Regions from separate parts of the Mus musculus genome. Here region 1 is linked to region 2. The links are chromatin contacts, called in public Hi-C maps. All regions are on one chromosome and are shown on one strand. The core of a region is the stretch at or near the end of the contact, and the rest is flanking DNA. Distances in the headings are between cores, read along the strand shown.

Region 1 (5,118 bases), core at 1,790-4,289, 230 kb after region 2:
GAATGTAAACTCTCAGCTTTTGGCTCCTGCTGCCATGGCTGCCAATTGCTGTCACCCCTCTGCCATGCCTGTCTATAAGACAAAATAAATTCTCTCCTCCTTAAGTTGTCTTTGGTTATGGTCATGTTGCTGTTGGTCACAACAACAGAACAGAAACTGATACAGCCACAAGAAGACACAACTGTTCCTTGCTATTCTGATTTCTCTGGGAGAGCGGCTTCGTGACTCCCCACACATATGCAAAGCTGCAGGTGTTAACGTCCCTTATATGAAATGGCCACAACATTTGCAATAACCTGTGCTTCTCTCTCTATTCTTGACACTATCTCTAGAGGACTTAAAATTCCTACACAACATAATACTACATAAATATTTACTGCATTGGGCTTTGGTTTGGTTTAGTTTTGCTTGTCTGTCTTTTAGTTTTAGTTTTTAAAAGTAGAGCTTACTGTGTAGCCCAGGTTAGCCTGAATCAAGTGCTGCTATTTTAGGCAAACACCAGCATACCTGCATTGGTTTAAAATTTTGTATTATTACTTTTTAGTTATTTATGTTTGTTTTAAGTATGTATTTTGCCTGCATTTATATATGTGCATCATGTGTGTGCCAGATACTAGAGAGAGGAGGCCAAAGAGGGTATTGGATCCCTTGGGACTAGATTTACAGAGAGTAGTGAACCCCCATATGGGTGTTGGGAACTGAACCCAAGTCCTCTGCAAGAGCACCAAGAACTCTTAACTGCTGGTCCCTAAAATTTAAAACAAACAAACAAACATTTCAATCTGTGGTTTGTTGGATCCCAAAGTGTGGAATCCATAGATACAGAGGATCAACTGCAGCTGCCCACCCTATCTCTATTTCTCATTCCAACACATCTAAAGTACAGCACTCAGAGACGAGAGGTATTGGCTTCTTTTGTGAGAATGCTGGGAACTTTCCCAGAGAGGTACACTGTTGCTTGTGTGTGTGTGTGTGTGTGTGTGTGTGTGTGTGTGTGTTCAGAACACTGGCTTCCCTGTGGCTACGTGGATGCTATTCACTGCTTGGCACTGGAAGGCAATAGAAGAAAATAGAAAGAGGTGAACAAGTGTGGGCAAGTCTGGCCTTATCTGTCTATACAGCTCTGTAAAGGAGTCTGGGCAAGGCCTTGGCTTATAACACTACCCACTCAGCTCTAGCCTGCTGCTACTGTGAAAAAACACACATTCAGCACTACCTAGTCTACCCTTTGTAAAAGAAAAAGAAATCTTGGTTGTTATCTAAAATTTGATTTTTCAGTAATATGTGTGTGTATATATACATACACATATACACATATACATGTATACATGTATACACATATACACATATGTATATGTATGTGTATGTGTGTGTGTGTGTGTATGTGTGTGTGTATGTGTGTGTGCATGTGTATATGTATATATGCATGCTTAAGAGATGGCTCCATGGTTAAAAGCACTTGTTGCTCTTTCAGATGATTGATTCAACTCCCAGAACCAACATGGTAGACCACTGTCTATAACTCCAGTTCCAAGGGTTTGACATCCTCTTCAGACACTGCATGCATGTGATACACAAACATGCATGTAGGCAAAACACCCATATGCTTAAAGTTAAAATTAATCCTTAAAATGTCTTTGCATTTATTTTGTGTATACTTGTGAGCACACGTGTGAGCCACAGCACATATGCAAGGCCAGAGGACAATTTGTGAGAGTTGGTTCTCTTTCTTCTACCACATGGGACCCAGAGGTGGAACTGCTATCAGATTTGGCATCAAGTACCTGTACCTGTTGAGCCATCTCACCAGCCCGTCATTGTAAAGTTCATTGTTCCATGGAGGCCAAGAAATTCCTGTTCCTGAATGAGATTTGTTCCGTGGCTGTTAAAAATTACTTTCTGCCATTTTATAAACTAGGTTCTCTAAAGCACATTAATGCCTTACAATTTCTTGAAGGAGAAAACTATACAATAGGTTCAACACACCATTTCAAGAAACTCTCTAGAAAAGACTGCTAGATGAGGAGATGGGAAATTAAACTCAGAAGCCAGAAACTGCTCTGGACCCTACTATGCATGGCTATAGACCAAGGCAAGTTTTCAGACCAGAAAAATCCCACACTCTAATGAATAATGCAAGCAAAAGCATCTAGAATGTGAACTTCTCAAAGGCAGAGAATAAGTCATTGCCAGTCTACAATGTCTACGTTTATTGACAGAAGCATGCAGTAAGCGTTTCTAATTAACACTCCTTCCTGCTATAATCCAAATGTAAAGATTGATTTTTTTATAACGAGCCACAAAATAGCATGTGAGATTACTCAGTATAATGACTCACACAGTGATGGACGGATGCTATCACCATTGATCCAAGTTTCTAAATCTAAACACTGGTGTGCAGATGTTTGTCTGAAAGGCATGCCTAGTTTCTGTCTGGTGGAATAGATAACTCACAGAGGTTTTCACTTACTGCTCTGTAGGAGATTAAGTAATTTTGAATGTACCTCATTCATATGCCAGTCTTTTCCTTTCTTTTTTTTCTTTTAGATGTATCTTGTGCATGAATGTTTTGCCTACATGTATGTATGTGCACTATGTCATTAGCTCCTGGTGCTGGCAGAGGTCAGAAGAAGGGGTCAGATAAATCCCTTAGATCTGGAGTTATGGGTGTTTGTGAACTGCCCTGTGGGTGCTGATAATGGATGCTGGGTCCTCCACAAGAGCACGGATGTTCTTAACTGCTGAGCCATCTCTCCCACACCCAAACACTGTTCCTCATGTTCTTTCTTATATTTTAACTTCTAGGTCCCCTCATAATGAGCTGAGAAGAATGTTTGACATGCCCAGTTTATTGATACAAGAAGATCCTAACTCTACACACTAGCCAGTCTTTGCCTGGTCATGCTAAATTCATGACAGTTGTTTTATTTTTTTTCCCATTGGTTTATTAGATCACTTTATAGCCCAGGCTGGTCTTAACCATGCAAACCTTCTGACTCAGCCTCCCTAGGGCTGGGATTATGGGTATGTACCACAACTCCCAAAGCATCACAGTTCTTCTGCACATCTTCTTCTAATCACTTTCAGCTCATAAACTGATGTTGAAATGACTAAGGTAACTCGGTCCTGTTATGACTCAATTTTATATTTGCTTAGGCAATTCTCAGCCCTCTGACCTCCCTGAAGTGATCACATTTGCCTTGGCAACATAGTTGACATTTTCATGGCCTTGGCCATGACCCATCCAGATGTATTAACCAAAATAATTAAGCTAAAGTAATTAGAAAAAAATATAGGTAAAAAGATAAATGGCATGTTACGTCTAAGATAACTACCATGCTTTGCCAGGAATGAATGTTTCAAGGTTACTCTGACCCTCATCCAACTTGGATGTAAATTATGGTCTGTGGCTTTTTGCCTACAAAATTCTGTACCACTGAACTTGGGTACCAAGAGATTTCATATGCACAACTCGGCTCTTCGTGGTCTGGCTATCAATAAAAAGGACTTAAAACTTTTAACTGGCTTAATCAACATGGTTGCCAATACTTATCTTGCGTGGATCATTACTGTGTCACTTGTTGAAGTTGACATGAACATAGTGTAAGAAGTTTGTTACCGGCTTTACTCTCCTTTGAGATTGCTGTAGTTAGGTTTTGTTCCCCCACAGTTCTGACCAAAGGCCTGACAGAGACAATGTCATGGAAGAATGTTGTATTTTGACTCACCTTTTCAGAGGGATCAGCTGTAACCACTGGCTCCTCGCCTACTGTGAGTGTGTGTTGGCAGGACTTCTTCAGGGCACACTGGAGGCAGGGAACACAGAAAAATACTGAGACTACAGAGGATGCAGAAAGAGGTAGGGGTGGATACAGTTCCCAAGAGCATTCCCATAGTAACCATATTCAAGCTAGATCTTACTTCCTAAAATTTCCACCACCTCCCCTAGTACTGCCACCAGCTAGGGAGCAAGTGTTCAAAACATGTGAAGAATACTTCCTATTAAGAGTGATAAAAGATAAACGTTATCCACTTCATATGTCCCACAAACTGTGGTCATCATGAAAGCAAATATAGGCATCCCTTCCTTAGTGTAATTAGAAACAGGTGGGCAACAGATCTGTGGTTGATGATTAGAGTATTTTACTTTAATTAATCTTTATTATTTTTATTTGTGCATGTGTGTGTGTAAGTTAATGCTAAACTTGTATGGGTACCAATGGCCACTGGAAGTAGAGTTACAGGCAGATGTCAGCTGCCCAATATGGGAACTGGGTACTGAACTCAGGTGCTCTGAAGGCAAGACATACACTCTACTGCTCAACCTCTTCTCCAGCCCATCTCCTTTCTTAAAATTGTGAGTTATATTTTTATTTATGTATATGGTATGTTTCTGTGTGAGTGAAGGCCACATGTATGAAGTATTCTAGCATGCTAGACTACTCTTGAAAATAGATAGATGGATGGGCATACATGAAGAGCCATGCGATTGCTAAAGGAGTTGATAAGTTTGACTGGGAAAATCAGAGACACTATGGTAGGCCAAGTATTAACTAGACCTAGAAGGGTAAATGGGGTTGTCCTCGTTTGAATTCCCAAAGGCAATCTGGAGAGGAAATGCTTTATTTCAGCCCACCTGTTCTACCCCTTCACTGCAGGAAGCCAGGGCAGGAGCTCGAGGCAGGAAACTAGAGACAGGAACTGAGGCAGTGGCCCCGAGGAGATCTGTGTCCTTTGTGCTTGCTAAGCCAGCTTGCTCATACAACCAGGAACCACCTGTGCAGGCATGGCACTGCCCACGCAGGCTGGACCCGCCCACAGCAGATTGGACCCGCCCACGGCAGGTTGGACCCGCCCATATGAATCATCAATCAAGATCTCATGCACAGGCCAGTCTGGTAGAGGCAATTCTTTTTTTTTTTTTTTTTTTTTTTTTTTTTTTTTTTTTTTTTTTTTTCTTTTTTGGTTTTTCGAGACAGGGTTTCTCTGTGTAGCCCTGGCTGTCCTGGAACTCACTTTGTAGACCAGGCTGGCCTCGAAATCAGAAATCCACCTGCCTCTGCCTCCCAAGTGCTGGGGTTAAAGGCGTGTGCGTGCTGGCTGAGGCAATTCTTTGAG
Region 2 (5,202 bases), core at 1,428-3,927:
TAAAATGTATATACCATGGTGGGATGTGAAGTGATGACTCAGTGAATCGAACTGGTGGGAAGTGAGATTTGTAGCTTTGAGGAGGATCTTGGGTGGGAGGGGCCTAGAATGAAAGAAGACAAAAATCTCCCAAGGTACCAGGAACGTGAGAGCCAGGGTTACTGACCTCCCTCAGGCAGTATCTCAGGTGACTGGCAGGCTGCTGAGACCGTTGCCCCATCTTTTGCCTTAAGGACAGACTGGGGGCTTGTGCTTAGCCCAAGCGTGGTCTTGCGGCTGCGTAAGGATAACTCATTTCCCTTTCTACGCTTAGCCTCGTAGAGTTTTGAAGCTGTCCCTAGGGCTCCACGTGGGCTCTCTTTCACTCTGCCCTCCATGAAGACAAGCGTCTCTGCTCTTCCTTTGGGAGGTTTTGTGCCCACAACCTCAGGCCTTTCAGGGCTTCCACCGCCTTCCTGTCTCGCCAACTGTTTCCGCGACAAAAAGAGATGTCCGCTTCTTCTTGTCCAGATTGATCTGAAGTGGATGACCTTGTCTGCCTCAAAGGAGACAAAGGGTGGGGTGGGGTGGGTGAACAGGAGTTTCTAACTGGGGCATCTGTGCGTGGCAGACCCAGTCGGACATCATCGGAAAGAGGCAGCCTCCGCGAGGCCACGCCCTCTCTCTCCTGCAGTTTGGTTTCCGCTCTCCTCCTCTGTATTCTTTTGGGTACCTTTCCAGGCTTCCCCCTTCACCCCCTACTTTATCTTCTGGTTTCTTGCTCTCCTGGTGGCCCTGGCAGAAATGACGGATAGTCCTGCAGCTCTGTTGAGCCTCTTGTTAGAACTGTTCGCCTGGTGCCTTGCTTTAACTCAAATTGACTTGAAAAGCTTCTGGCATGGTTATGTTCCCTCTAGTCCCCACACACAAGGCATCACGGCTCCTTTAACTCACCTGCCTGCCCTGGGCCTGAGCCCTCTGTGTACCCCAGATGGTAGCTATTCAATGAACAAATATGTGCAGTGCCTGTCTTATTTTTCAGACATAGCAAGAAACTTACTCAGGTGCCCTGGACCTCCTTTCATCTTAAGCAATGCATCTCCTGTTACCCTTTGAGAGCTTTCTCCCCCCGTTAGCTTGTTCTGTGCAGATCCAGGGGCATTTCCTTATCCCCAGGCACCTAATAGGCAAAATAGTTCCTGCCGGCCCGTGTGTATTCATTCCCTGTGCCTCTGTAACAATTGACTATGTTCTTAAGACTGGAACATGGCAAATGTATCGATTTCCAAACCAGAACCTGACACGGGCTCCACAGAGTCATAGCTGGGAACTCTGCTCCTGGCTGCAGGCTTCAGGGAGGGTCTGTCTGTTTCTTTGCTTGTTCTGGATGGCAGAACTCAGTTGCTGGAGTTGTAGGATTAATGTCCCCAGTTCCTGGTGGCTGTCAGCAGAGGGCAATAGTCAGATGTTTATAACATTTGACCTGATGTTCTTCCTCTATCCTCCCGGTCAGCTGTGGGTCAAGCTAGCCTCGGCCAGCAAACCTCTGCTCTTTCTTTGGTCTCTAACTCAGACACAGCTGGAAAAATCCTCCCCTTTCAAGGGCTTGTTATTAGGTTGGGTCCAGCCTGATAATCTGGGATAATCTCATCTCAGTATCTACTCCCTTCTCCCAAACTACAAAAGCCCTGTGTGGTACAGGGCAGCACGTGATTGGCCCCCAGCATTTGATGTGGACATCTGTGGTGGCTGTTGTTCTGCCTAGCCCAGCACTTCACAGGTCTTTCCTTGAAAGGAACCCCACATGGTGGGTATATCTGGGAAGGCAACTCCTGTGGCCAAGCACACACAGCAGGCAGGAAAAGCTGTCTTCTCCCAGCCTTGCATTCACCAGCCTGGCCAAGGCTGTGTGGGCTCTGATGTTTTAGGACACTGCCAGTAGGCTCAGCTTTGAAGTATGATAAGGAAATGGAAAGTTTATAAAAACAAGCTGGGCATGGTGGCTGACACCTATAATTCCAGCACTCATACAAGCTGGAGCAGGAGGATTGCTGCCAGTTCATGATCTGTATGGGCTGTGGTGTGAGACCCTCTGGGAAGAAAAACAAAGGAAAGAAGGAAGGGAAAAAAGGAAGGAAGGAAGGGGAAAAAAGGAAGGAACGAAGGGAGGGAGGGAGGGAGGGAGGGAGGAAGCTCTATTAGCATTCTGTTGCTGACATAAGCGATTCATTCTTCTCTTTATAATTATCCTTCTTTGGTAAGAGAATCCAGGTTTATTTTGGGCTCATGTGAGCTCAAAGACGATGGGCCATGTTCACAGGGGGCCTCCTATGGACATCTAGACCATCGATGTCCATAATCCATGGGTCACACCTTAACCCAGTCAGATTGTGAACTGGCAGCAATCCTCCTGTTCCAGCTTGCATGAGTGCTGGAATTACAGGTGTCAGCTCCCATGCCCAGTTTGTTTTTTATCAACTTCCATTTGCTTTATTAGACTTCAAAGCTGAACCTACTGGCAGTGTCCTAAGACACCAGAGCTTGTGAATGCAAGGCTGGAAGAAGACGAACTTCCCTGCTCATGCTTGGCCGCACAAGTGATCTATTAAGTGAGAGTCTCCCCAGTTCCCTACTCAAAGTCTCCAACTGTAATTAAACCACAGCAGCCCGGGCAGGATGCCCCATAGAGCAATTCCTCAAGGAATAGAACTGTGGCCAGGAAAGGAAGCCTGCAGCATGAGCTGGCCAGTTATGTCACAGCAGAGTAAATGAATGAGCTGGTCAGAAAGGTTACACTTTTTCTAAGTCTTGGGGATTTGTCTGAAAGGCCAAACAATGATTTTCATAATGATCAAATAGAATCTAGGACAAAAGGTACCCACACTACCCCCAAATAGAAATGACACTCCCGTACTGCTGAACTGAAGAATTCTCAGTCCAAACTGTGAACTTCTAAAGTAAATTTAACTTGGGGTTGGCGACTTATCTCAGTGCTAGAGAGGTTACTTAGCAAATGCAAGGCCCTGAGTTCCGTCTTCAGCTCTAGGGGACGGGAGGGAGGCAGTAGATTTATCTTTCCAATTTCAAAATTCATCACACATCAGAAAATGTATAAATCCCAGAAGGATAAAGACACGTTCCCACCAGCGGAAGCCTCGCTGTCTCTTCACATGTTCCTTATTTCCACTGAAGAGGTGACTTCCACCTGGGTCTTCCATGACATTTAAAAGCCAATTTGTTGAAGGTCACCCAGCGGTAAGCTAATTGGCTTAAACATCCTGTTTTCAAACTCTCTTTCTAGCATCTAAAAATCATTTAAGGGATGAGCCCAAAATAGCAGGAGCCAGGAGGCTGTAGAATAACCATTGTGGGTTGGAGTTTAGAACGGTTATGAATTCTAGCAGGGGCTTAGTGCCTGCTGTTGCTGTGTTCTCAGAGGGGAGAGCCCCATCAAAGACGTGGCAAAGAACAAGAACAAAAAGATGTAAAAGCTTTGTGTCTGTCTGACGTCATCTCCCAGGGCATCCGAGGTTGTTTCTCGCCCACCAAGACCTTGCATTCCTGCTTCTAATGCTTAGAATTATTGTTTGCAATAGGACCAGCTCAAAAAAAAAAAAAATAGTGTAGAGGAAGGAAGAGCAGAAAGCAGATACCTGAAGGATATGCAGGTGTCTTATGGGTCCCATGAGCCAAACTGCAGCCTAGCCATCAGAGGGGCCAGACTTCTTGCTGCTGGCAGGTCTGGACAGTTTGGGATTGGGGTTCAGGCTCGGGGTTGGTTTTGTTTTGTTTGTTCTGGGCTCCTCTTGCCTGCCCTTACTTTCTCTTTTAGCACTTCTGTGCCTGGTAGCACACCCACCAAACCCATTTTGTGTACCTGGATAAAGTACAGCTCCTTGTGGGTTTTGTTCTGTTCAGAAACTCAGCCAATGAGAAGTGAGATCTTAATCCTCTTCCTAAATTTGTATAGAAAGACCCCTGATGGGTCAGCTGACTAAGTGTAGGCGGAATGAACAAGGCGGGCAGGTGCCAGTCTTAGAGTACTGAGGGTGGTACAGAGGAAGAGACCGGAGACTTGCAGTAAGCTGCGGAGCCCCCACAGGTGTCTTGGAGGCTGACTAAAGAGCCTCACATTGGATTCTAGGCTGTGCACCCAGGCCTGGGTGAGAATGGACAGACAGGAAGGTGGACGTTCATATTCATCACTTTATTTGCAGCAGGTACCTGGGCACCATTCTCTGAAGATTGAGTCAGTACTATGCCCTAGAAGATGAGGGCTGATGCTAAATCGGGCACTTTAAAGTCCTGTTTTTAAATTGATTATATCTTGTAGTTATCGTCATCGTGTACCGTGTTAACACTGGGCACTATAGTAGGGACATTTTTATTTGGGCAGTCCTACTGTGCACAAGATTTAAGAACCCCTGTGTGTCAGGTGAGGCATGGGCCAAGAAACTGTGGTTGGATGCTGGCTGACAGGAAGCTCTTCTGTGAATTTTATTTTCATATATACCCTCTTTGCTTGTGTCATTGTGAACTTGTCTAAAGACACTTCGCTATATGGCAGCCTTTTGGATGCATACGTATAACGGAGTGCTAGAATGTCTGTTCTGAATCTTAGAGGGTGTTGAAATCGACTACTTTTGTATTATTTTCAGCTACACTGAGTAGCAGAAACTCAGCCAACAAGCGGCGGGGAAGCAAAGAGCCTCTGCCACCTGCCATAAGGAATATTTAGGCATGACTTGTAATTTCTGTGGTGGTGGTTGAAACGTGAGCAAGTGTTTCCAGAGGGTTCCAGAAATATCCCTTAAAGGTGCTATGAGTACTGAAAGGACTGACTTCCCCATTTCACCAGCTTTTTTCATAGATGCTGCAAAAGGAAAGGCCCATTCGGCTTCAGAATCAAAATCCAGTGAGGGCGGTAGAAGCCAGTATTGGCATAGGCTTTTCTGATGCAGGGGGTTGGCTCCCTAGAAACCTCTCCTTGTTCTATTCTTGTGACAGACATGGGCATTTGATCTATGTCTGTTTCATCCAGAAGGAAATGGAGTTTAGGATCCATGAAATGCATGTCAAATTATTTGGATCTAAACTAATGTGATTTTCTGAAGTGTTTGTGAAATACTCCTTTGGATGCAAACTGTAATGAGCGAGACATCTAATTAGCACACTGGGCTAAGCAGAAAGAGCTAGACATTGTCGAGATAGCAGAGCAGCACG

What was found. A called contact is a pair of places that touch in the nucleus more often than the background predicts.
Region 1: a Hi-C map of uterus shows a contact between it and region 2, with 2.4 times the contacts expected there. A contact is called at or near these places in 12 of 484 Hi-C or Micro-C datasets (the HL-1 cell line, Sertoli cells, cerebral cortex and 4 more) and 1 of 130 datasets of targeted methods (embryonic stem cells).

Annotation. Positions count from the first base shown.
Region 1 is chr19:24,087,427-24,092,544 of GRCm38.p6, forward strand. It overlaps Gm41824 (a long non-coding RNA gene), which reads left to right. Exons shown (of 3, transcript XR_877775.1): 3 at 2,806-3,339. Among named protein-coding and RNA genes, the nearest start is that of Gm41824, 9.1 kb to the left of the region's middle.
Region 2 is chr19:23,861,529-23,866,730 of GRCm38.p6, forward strand. The region is part of intron 1 of Apba1 (amyloid beta (A4) precursor protein binding, family A, member 1); the gene reads left to right. Among named protein-coding and RNA genes, the nearest start is that of Gm34076, 53 kb to the right of the region's middle.